Linked DNA regions of Mus musculus: region 1 is linked to region 2. Evidence: chromatin contacts called from public Hi-C data. All regions are on one chromosome and are shown on one strand. Each heading gives the region's core, a stretch centred on a gene start, on an enhancer-like site or on the middle of the called end of the contact. The rest is flanking DNA. Distances are from core to core; before and after follow the strand shown.

Region 1 (5,231 bases), core at 1,790-4,289, 150 kb before region 2:
GTGAATGTGTGCACACGAATGCCTGTTAGAATGTATGTACACCTGTGTGCATGTATATCTATATATTCATATGTGTGTACATACCTGTAGGTCTCTGTTCATGTATGTAGTGTACATGTGTGTGTACAGCAGCCTGCCACTAGAGGGTGAGCTGGGCTTGCTTCTGGACAGCAGGACCCTGGAAAGGAAGCTAGTCCAGCACGTTGAGAAAAATACTGCAGGAACCCAGAAGAAGCCTGGCTTATCATGGCTGGGGCAGGCCAGCCATGCTTTAGAGTCTACTACCCGCCTCTGAGCCCTTGTGGACCTGAGTTTGGCAGTCTCTACCCCTGTGTATCCATCCCTCCATAGAGACAGAAGAAGGTGTGGGGCACAGTGGGCGTACTATGTTCAGGGTCACCCCTATTGGTCAACTGCTTTCCTGTGGCCCCCTCTTCCCTAGCTCCCGTTAGGTATGGAGAGCAGGGCAGGGGCTCCTGGATCTGGCCCCAGGATCAGCAGTGGAGTTGCAATGAATTCATTAAAAAGCGATTCGACCATTTTCAAGTTAGAGAGTCGAAAGATAACTAGAACGGCCATCCCTGGGGCTTTCATTCACACCCCTGCAGCCCAGCATGCAGATTCTGCAGAACAGCCATCAATAATGTATCAGTCAGCCTGCCCTAGAAAGTAGCAAAGATTCCACAGCATGTCTCTGTAGGCAGCATCCCTTGCCAGCCTGGACTGCTGTCCAGCTAGCTGCACTCTCCAGGTCAGGCTGAGCCCATGGCTGGGAGCTCCCAACTTCCCCTCAGGTACTGCCCCAGTACTGAGACTGCCTTACCCGTAGGGCTGCATGCAAACCTCCTACTCACTCTGGGCTCTCTGATCCTAGCAGGTGGTCAGTATGGGGGAATATAAATTGAGGCTGAGAGCCAAGACATATGAACCCCTGGATCCCTCCATCATCCACTGAGGCCAAAGCCACTGCTGGCCATTCAGAGAGGGTCTCTGGATCTTCTCAGGCTCGGGGCTGTTCTGTGCCAGCTTCCCATGGTTTCCCAGAAGTCACTACTTTTGGACTTTCCTACTGGTCACTGTTGGAACCTTGCTGCCCCACCCCTGACACTGAGAAGTGGAGTAGCTGAGCCTGTTCTTTTGTTGTTCAGCATCTGGAGACTGCTCTGTGCCTGAGAGTGAGGTGAGGGGGTTTGCAGGACCAGCTGTGGGGCAGAGGGGCACAAGGGCACTGTGGAAACTGAAAAGTTAGACCTAAAGTTGGCTTGCAACCCAGAAACCCCACTCTTGGGTGTAGATCCAAAGGCCAAAAACAGGTGTCTACACAAACGGTGCCCACCAGTGAGCACACAGCACCATCCAAGAAGGCAAGTAGCCCATGACAGGTATTTGAAACATCAGTGTGTCCACATGATGGAGTATCACTCAGCCATGAAAAGGAATAGCATTTTCATACCTGCTATGCCCAGACGAACCTCAGAGCCATTATGTCAGATGAGAAGAGTCAGGCCCAGAAAAATCACAATGATGTCCTTATAAAGGCAGCATGTCCACAGACAGAGGCTATCTATGGGGGTAAATGGGGTGGCACCAGCACTGTAGGACTCCTCCCTGGGGTGATGAAAGTGCCCAGGAGTGAGGTAGGTGTAACCCTGGGTGAACTGAGTACAGTATGTAGGTGAATTTCACAGTGTGTGTACCACAGCTTAAGGTGCTGGCACTAGACTGTCCCTGAGAAAACACAGCTCTCCTCAGTGGGCTGCGTGCCTTCCTTCCCCTGTACCGCTGCTGCCTGTGGAAACCATTGCAGGCTGCAAGCCTTGGCTTTGGGACATTGTGGAAAGGGCTGTACAACACTGCTCTCATTAGCCACTCTATCTCCGGGAGCCCAAGGGGACTGTGTGCTCACTGTTCTCCATGGTTGCTGGGCTGCTGGGAGATACAGTTGGAGTTCCCAGGGTTCCATAGGGCCTCAGCAGGCTGAACCCCATCACAGAGCATTCCTGCCTGTCCGAAGGTTGCTCTATTCTTCTGCACCCAGTGTCAGGATAAGGTGATGCAAGCATGCACAGACCACTGGGCCCCAGCAGCGGTGTCCCACGGTGTGGCAGAGTGCTCTGCCATGTCCCACTGCTGAGACTTCCCTTGCCTGAGGTTGAGTAGGGGAGATGTGCCCACCTCACCGGATGCCCAGGTGGACGCTTGATGATGACCCAGCACCAAGAAGTTATCTAAGTGCAGAGCCAAGGCTGCCAGCAGAGCTCCTATAAAGGTGGTCACAGAAGGCCTGTGTCTTGGGCAAACCTCCACTCACTATCCTAGTCCCTGAGATTCGGGCTTCCCGAGCATCCTCACTGGAGACTATGGCTCAGTGGTTTGACACGTGTACTGCCCTTTCAGAGGACCTGAGTATGATTCTTCCAGTTTGATTATCTCATCTGGCCAATGTGTGCTTGTACTCACTTTGGGTTCTTTCTCTCTCTCTGTTTCTCTCTGTCTCTTTCTCTGTCTCTCTGTCTCTGTTCTCTTTCTCTGTCTCCCTGTCTCTTTCTCTGTCTCTCGGTCTCTGTCTTTTTTTCTCTCTCTCTCTTACACACACACACACACACACACACACACACACACACACACATATACACACACACACACAAAACCACATAATTAAAAAAAAAACAATAAAAATAAATCTTTAAACTCCGTCCTGCCTGAAGCTTCTAGTTGCTGAGCCAAAGGATGTATTTCTTGCTCAAACTTTAGCATTGCTTGCTGCGGGCCTGGGGTGGCTAGGGTGGTGATGCCACTGTCTGGGGGTGGTGGGGGTGGTGGTGGTGGTGGTGGTGGTAGTGAGCTACAGAACCACTCAGGGGCTCCTACTGCCTAGACCTGCCACCTGCTCCTGGTGCTGCCTTTATGACACATGAGTGGGCTTCCCTCCTATTTCTTTCCAGCCAGCAGCTCTTTCTGCTGCATCAAGCAGAAGAGAATGCAGCTCCTCTCAGTGGGGTGCACACAGCCCCTCCTCTCTACTGCTGCTGCCTGTGGGGAGCCAGCAGCCTAGCAAGCCTCAGGCTTGGCACAGGGTGGAGTCAGCTGCTCTGCTCTGCTCTCAGCCATGCTGCCTGTCTACCGCTCTTCTTCATGAAGAACCACCCATCACAACGGAAGGAGCCTGGAGTGTCAGAAATGTCCCTGCTTGAAGCAGGGAGGGCTGAGGAATCCAGGCTCCTTCTCAGCCCTTTCTGGCAACCCCTCTGGCTCTCACATGCTTCCCCGGGGATGCTGACTCAAACCACAGGCTGCATACTGCCCCCTTTCACTTTCCTCTTGTCCTCCTGGAGGGTGTGGATTACCCACCCTTGGGGTTCCTATCTTTCCAAGGTTGACTCTAGGACAGCTCATTCCAAATGAGGATCATTGACATCTGTGGGCAGATCACGCTCTGTTGCTGAATATCCAATGCTCTATGTGGGCACTGGGCAGTATCCATAGACTCTGCCCATGGGTGCTAGGAGCCAATCACAGATACCAGCAGTGTAGTAGTGTCCCAAGGGGGACATTGTTTGAGATGCAGGGCTCCGAGGAAGGAAGCAGGCAATAAATAAGGGAAAACAGTCACTTCAGATAATGGCACGTTCTGTGCACATGGATAGAGCATGTGGTAGGCATGGAGTGCTAACTGAATTTACCATCTCCTCTTAATATGCTTGGAGAGGTCTATGGCCGGCAGAGGGAATGGTTTGTACTAAGGCCTTGGGGGAGGTAATGTGCACATGTGTGTGCACGCACCTGCAAGAGTGTGTGGTGTGTGTGTGTGCACACACGTGTGCGCACATGCACACAGAGGTTGTAGACACTTGGGCTCAGGCAGTTCCTGGCCTCCCAGTCCCTCCAGAGAAGCATGCAGGGAGGTGAGAGCCTGTGCTGTGGAAGGATCTAGAGGATTTGTGTACAAAGCCTCCTGGTTAAACACTGACAAAGTTTAGAGATAACCAACAGATACAGTTTCCATCTGTGGCTGTGGTTGTTGTCTCTGGCTGCCTGTCTGAGACCTCAGATCTGAACAAGTGGTGCTGTGAAGTCTTTACATGGAAGGAGAAGGCTCTGCTGCAACAGGTGATGTGGACTGTCTGGGGATGCTCTGGCTACTCTGCATCCTACGTCTGATGAATGCCACAGGGAATCAAGGAAAGGTCTCAGTGTCCGGACCGATGGAGTAACCCTGTATGTGTCGGCACAACTTACCACGCAGGCACATAGCCACACACACCTCCCTGTACCCATCTACAGGGTTGGACTTGGCTTGTGGGCTGTGACTGGGTGATCCTGAGCTAAGCTACGCTCTGTCCTGCTGCTTGTCAGAGCCCAGGAAGACCCTGATCTGGGGACTGAGACCAACCTGTCTGATTTGTCACCATCCCTTCATACTTAAAGGTTAATGACGGTCACACCATGGGCATTCCTATCTCTTCGCTTGGCCTCCATGGTGGACTCTTTGACCCCATGCCTTTGAAGGCCACTTCTGGTAGCCCTTGAAGGAAGAAGTCAGAGGAGAGGAAAATAGGCAAGAGCAGAAAGTATGGGGCTCTCCCGAATAAGAAGTGCAGTGAATGGAGTGTGGGAGAGCTCTAGGAGGGGAAGCAGGGCACAGCCCTGAGGGTCCGTCCTGCAGAGCTCCTAACAGGAGTAGGTGCTGCTAGCATTCCATTCCAGCTTCCTCTGCCCCCTCCACCCCTGCGCTCCTGGCTGACACCTGCCCTTGGCTCTCCAGGGCTCCTTTTCAGCCTGGCCAGAATCACCCTGGACACAGCAGGCTCAGATCCTGCTAGTTTCCTGAGTGCTTGGGCCATGTTTCAGGGCCCTTTCAGGCTCTCTGAGCAGGCTGTGGCTGGACCTCAGTGCTGGCTGGGAGGAACAGTGTAAGGGACCAGTGCCAGGTTGCTGGGTCCCCGGGGTTGGTTTGGTTTTGTCCTGGTCCTGATGCTTTTGTCCCGAGTGGAGCTGGGAAGGTAGCTGAGACAGGGTCTGGGGTTTTGTTTCCATCTTTGGAAAAGGAAGGGCAGTGTCCTGCTTTCTCTGGCCTTGTTTCTCCTGAGTTGCTGCCAAGCAAAGGTTGTAGGGAGGTGTTGTCTGGAAAGCTCTGGAAATGCTGTGGAAGAGGCCGCTTGGAAATCCCCATACAGATGTCCTTGCCTACTACATGTCACACGCTTCTGAATGTGTCTGTACATTTTTGG
Region 2 (5,151 bases), core at 318-2,817:
ACCCATGATGCCTTGCCAGCGGCCTAAGTTCCATCTGTAATCTCTGCCTACCCATGATGCCTTGCCAGCGGCCTGGGTCCCATCTGTAACTTCCACACAGCTTCACCGAGCTCCCTTCCACCCTGTGGCAGGAATCTCCTGCTGGACAACTGGCGGACAGGATCAGAGTTTACCTTCTTATTTTGTTACACAATATGCTTGCTGGGTTAACTGAGGGTGGTGATGGTGGCTGTACTGTCTGTATCTGTTGTCTGTGGTCCCCTGAGGATGTCAGAAGGAGATGACTGTGGCCCAGCCATCTGCAGTGAGGGGCATTCCGGACTGGGGTGTTTCCTGTTTCAGTCTGACATCATGCCACATCAAAATGCAGCCGAGGGACAGGAGCCCACTTCATGGTGATAAGCTTAAATCATGTGGCCTCCTGGCAGCCTGGGCCATGTTTTGGTCATGTGCTTTTAGTAATGTCTGCTGGTGTTAACCCTCCTTGGGAGGCCACAATCCTATAGCAGGTGGGCCACATGGCTGCAACGTCCTGAGTGAGCTCCTCTCCAGAAGCAGGGGTGGTATTATCTTGTCCTGTGGTGCACTACCTGTGATGCCCACAGTGTGGGGGTATCACACAGACATGGGACTCTATCCTTGGACCCTCCCTACCTTTAGAAAACAGGTCCTGCCTCCCAAGTCACAATCAGCCAGGATAGGGTGCTATGTACTTGGGACTTCTAGATCTCCCAAATTCAAACAGTAGTTATTTTCACTTCTGCATATATGCTCACGTCTGTGTTTGCATGTATGAGTCTGTGTGCCTATGTGCCCATGTATATCATGTGTGCATGTTCAGGCATGTGTCTATATGCATATAGCTCTTTCCCTGTTAGATGATTTCATGTTATCTCATTTTGAAGTAGAGAGATATAAAACATACGTGACATGCTTGCCGACTACCCTCCTAGCCTGATGTTTTTGTGGCTGTTTATGCTCCATGTTTCTGGAATCCTCACTGTTACCTGAGATTTAGGAGATCTTGGATGCTCGAGAAAGGGAGGCAGCGAGAAAACAGAGAATTAAGATGTTGCCTTTGGAAAGACAAACAGGTGCCTCCTGAAGAGCCTGAGGTCAGACCTTGTTAGCAGCAGGGACCCCGGCATGCAGGGGAGATGTATGCTGGCCTAGTCAAGCTACCCCTCTGTTCCTATATCTGCTGGACACAGAGGACAGGCCGGTGGTGACCCTTCCACCTCCTCACTGCCTCCCCGACCCCTGCCAGCCTCTTGCTCTGTTTTGTAAACTGAAAGGAAGCTGCTGTGCAGTGAACCCTGGTCAAACACCGGCTCGGCCTTGTGGACACCAAGCTGCCACTTTGTAGCATTCTCGAGTAACCAAATTTGCTTTTCCTTTTTTTCTTTTCTTTCTTTCTTCTTCTTCTTCTTTTTTTTTTTTTTTTTTTTTTTTTAGCCCACACCTGCAGCTTGGAGCTGACACAGAAGTTAACCACCCCAGTACATTGGAATCAGAAAATGTTGTTCTAACAAAATGTTTCAGGCTGGATCAGCTCCAACTCCTTGAAGAAGCTTTTCTTCCGTTATCCAATTCATCTCCTTACTGAAGTGCTTGGCAGAATCTTCCAGCGCCGTTGGGCTCTGTGACTCTATTTGGAATGCGTGGGATTCTGGGAAATGGATGAGTGGTGGTACCTGGGGAGGCTGGGGCCGTGTCTGTAGCCCTCTATACCTCATCCAGAAAGAGAGCTGCTACCACGGTGAGGAGAAGCCCTGGGGACAGTAACACAGGACGGCCGGTGCGTGGAGCTAGATGGGCATCTCAGGAAGCAGGGAGGCTCCTGGGTGAGGTAGCCCCTCCTCCCAGAGGCCTGGTGTCCCCAGACACCAGCCTGTACAAGGTCTGCTCTTTCCCTCTGGTCACAGGAGCACACAGAGATGGCAGTCCCTGAACAGCAGCAGCAGAGGCCAGCGCCTTTAGCCTTCAGGAGTGAGAGCGGTTACTAAGTGATTCCTCTGAAGTCTCCCAGCCTGTGGCATTCTGTTACTGCATCCTGACAGAATGTACAGGAAGGGCTCTGTTTGTATAACGAGAGAAACAAACAAACAGAAATCCCTAGGGCGCATCCATCTTGCAAATCTATTTATATATGGATTGAGTTTTGTTTTTTTTAAAACCAAACATGGGGACTGGGGTGCAGTTCAGTGGGAGAGCATTTGATAAGGGTGTCTGACGCTCTGGGCTTGGTTCCCAACCTGCACGAACATGCACATGTGTACATGCGCTCATGCACACAGACACATGTACATGCACACACACACACACACACATGCGTACACACATGCAAATGTGTATGCATACAACACATACACATATACACACACATGTGTGCACACCTCTTATTCTGTTAGTTAGTTTATATATGTTCATTCACATTTAAAGATAATATATGCTCAGTGACATGCCTACTGGTACATGGTTGTAATGTGATTCAGAGTCCCTCAGGAAGGCAGCACCCAGGAGCTCCTGGAACTGTCCATGCCTCTGACACATCAGTGGTTTGAGCTATAGGTGAGCAGGACAAGGTAGCCTGGGACTCTTCTGCACAGGGTAATTCATGTAATGGTGGACTCTCAAAGACCATGCTTCTGTTCTTAAAGCCTCTGTGCAAAGTCACTAGGATACCCCTGGCTGAAAATCTTGATTTCTTCCTGACAGGCAACTGATGAAGTCTTAGCCACACTGGTTCACACTGACATGTGACATCACTGCCCCTGAACCTATCTCCCCATTAGCCTTGAAGGAGAGTTGGGGCCTGGTGGCTGTCTGTCTGCCATCCACCCTTCCCTGTCACTTTGGGGTACTTGACTGACTCCTGGTGAATCCTGAGTCCATAGACTGAGTAAGTGGTTGCTCTATTTCTGCACATCTGGAGTCTGGAATTCCTTTCTCTTACGATGCTCACTGCAGGGGTCCCTTCCTGAATGAGCACCTCCCTGGCTCCCAGTAAACAGCGGGTATGGGAGGCTGGTCTCTGCCTTGCTGCCTGACCTAGCTGCTTTTGTCTCTGTGTAGAGTGTTTCAGAACCTCACAGAGGAGCAGGGACAGAGGGAAGAGTAGCAGCTGTTGAAATTAGCTTCTGGCACCGCTCAGGGCAGCTGCATTCACAGGCAGTGAGGGGGCCTGGGCAACCTTGGCACCTCTGCACTCTGGTGACCTTCAGTCTCTCCTATCCTGGTGCTTAGCTAGTCCACAGTGACACCCATCATCCAAAGCTTTCCTTTATCACAGAGTTGAGAGCAGAGCTGTTGAGAGCTAGGAAAGCCCAAAAAGTGAGCGAGGACCCAGAGCTCATATGCTTGGGCTTGCTTTTGAGTCCAGTTCATGCCCTTCATGGGCTGGTGCTGTCTGTATGCCCACTGGGGCTACCCGAGACAACTCCCAGGGGCTGCTCTAGTGACTAGACTTCAGTTGGTCTCTCTTAAGCCCTCCTTTTGGCCACTTCTGCTTTGTTTTAGCAACAATCCCATTAAGTTAGTTTGCTGTGCTCCCTGCCATGCAGCGAGGCCTCTCGTTCCCACCCCTGCCTTTAGTGAGAATCCCATTTCCTTGGTGTGTGACCTCCCCATCCAATCACGCTTCTTTCAGGAATTTTCCATCCTGACCCCTCCTGGCACACAGCCTCTTAATCTTTCCTGTATGTATTGAAGTTTAGGTGTCTCTCTCAGAGTCGCCAAGGGTACCCCCCAGGTAACATCAGAGTTACTTTTCTGGAGCACCTGCCACACAGCAGCATCTCAACAGACTAACTGTGCTCCACTGCCCACAGATAGCACCAGGTGAAGGGAAAAGAGGCACTCGGGTGGACCAGAACAGGCACACCAAGATCTAAAGGCAAAAGCGCTACCTTTGCCAAGCCCACTGCCCATGGCACAGGGCAGGCTCGGGGCTGGTGATGTGGGCCTTTGCACGCAGCACTGCACCCCTGACATATGTGTAACTCAGATGGTTACTGGTGATGTGGGCCTTTGCATGCAGCATTGCATCCCCTGACATACGTGTAACTCAGATGGTTACTGGTGATGTGGGCCTTTGCACGCAGCATTGCATCCCCTGACATACGTGTAACTCAGATGGTTACTGGTGGAGTCTCTTTCCGACACACTCTGGCCTCACAGGTCTGCAGTGTAGATTAATGGCCTCAGACAGACTTCCTCACATGAGATGGAAAGAGGGGTCTTTGGAACTGGTTAAGGGTTTCGGATGGAGACATGACTCAGGGCAGAAGCAGAGGTCAGCAGGATGTGACTGGCGGCTCACAGGATGGAGGAAAGGTCATAGCCGAGGCAGGGGGTGGCTCTGGAGTGGATTACAATGGAGGTGGGTTACAGTGGGAAAGGCTTCTGCCCTGTGAGACTTCCCACCTGCGAGCCACCAAGCTCAAGGTCACCCAGCACAGCAGCAACAGAACCCATGCAAAGGGCTTTGTTTCCGTACTTAAGGCAGGTTGTCAGTCTTTCAGTTTCTGCAGTTCTTCCACCCACAATGTCTCCTGGCTCATCCCAATAGAACCCCAGGTTCTTCCTGCAGGCAGACCTCACCCTTGGTCACCTACGACAATCTTCCTTGGTGGCCTCCCACACAGCCCGTTGGACTGCACCCCAAGTAGCTCCCCAGAACTTTGCCAGACTCAGGCTCAGCCAGGGCTTCTCTGACCTGGTGTATTCTACCTTCCTCAAAACCAAGGGACTTCCAATCCTCTACTATATTGGCAAAACAAGACAAAACCAAACCAAACCATAATGCAAGTCGTGGGACTTTTTCTTCCTGATTTATAAAGAATATAATACTTTCAGGGCCTCTGTATACCTTGGGGCCCTGAGGACCACAGCATCTGTCGGGTCCTGAAAACTTTGGTGTGGTGGGTTCGGGAATCCCTGTCTCTTTTTCTTTCACCCTGATACCAGGCACCCAGTAGATGGCTCCAAACCTGTGCTGAAGAAATGGTGCTTAGGTTTAGCCACATTGAGCAGAGCCAATGGAGGGCAGTGAGGCCTGAAGACCACTAAGGGCAGGGGCGTCATCGGGGATGGGGAGGCCGCATGTGGAGCTGGGGTGAAACTGTGTTCAAGCCTGTTCATGCCTGTGCC

Evidence for each region. Hi-C and Micro-C count contacts between places; a contact is called where the count stands out from the background.
Region 1: a Hi-C map of cortical neurons shows a contact between it and region 2, with 2.2 times the contacts expected there. The contact joins two enhancer-like sites. A contact is called at or near these places in 26 of 484 Hi-C or Micro-C datasets (Sertoli cells, cerebellar granule neurons, cerebellum and 11 more) and 3 of 115 datasets of contacts at active chromatin or transcription factors (astrocytes, embryonic stem cells and oligodendrocyte precursor cells).

Annotation. Positions count from the first base shown.
Region 1 is chr2:179,867,864-179,873,094 of GRCm38.p6, reverse strand. The region is part of intron 7 of Cdh4 (cadherin 4); the gene reads right to left. Among named protein-coding and RNA genes, the nearest start is that of Gm36066, 67 kb to the right of the region's middle. Within about 2 kb of position 3,039, at least 43 of the 459 cell types and tissues checked have an H3K27ac peak or open chromatin away from gene starts, as enhancers often do. A contact at or near this core is called in cortical neurons, where this site is marked.
Region 2 is chr2:179,718,412-179,723,562 of GRCm38.p6, reverse strand. All of the region lies in intron 2 of Cdh4 (cadherin 4), which reads right to left. Among named protein-coding and RNA genes, the nearest start is that of Gm36066, 83 kb to the left of the region's middle. Within about 2 kb of position 1,567, at least 20 of the 459 cell types and tissues checked have an H3K27ac peak or open chromatin away from gene starts, as enhancers often do. A contact at or near this core is called in cortical neurons, where this site is marked.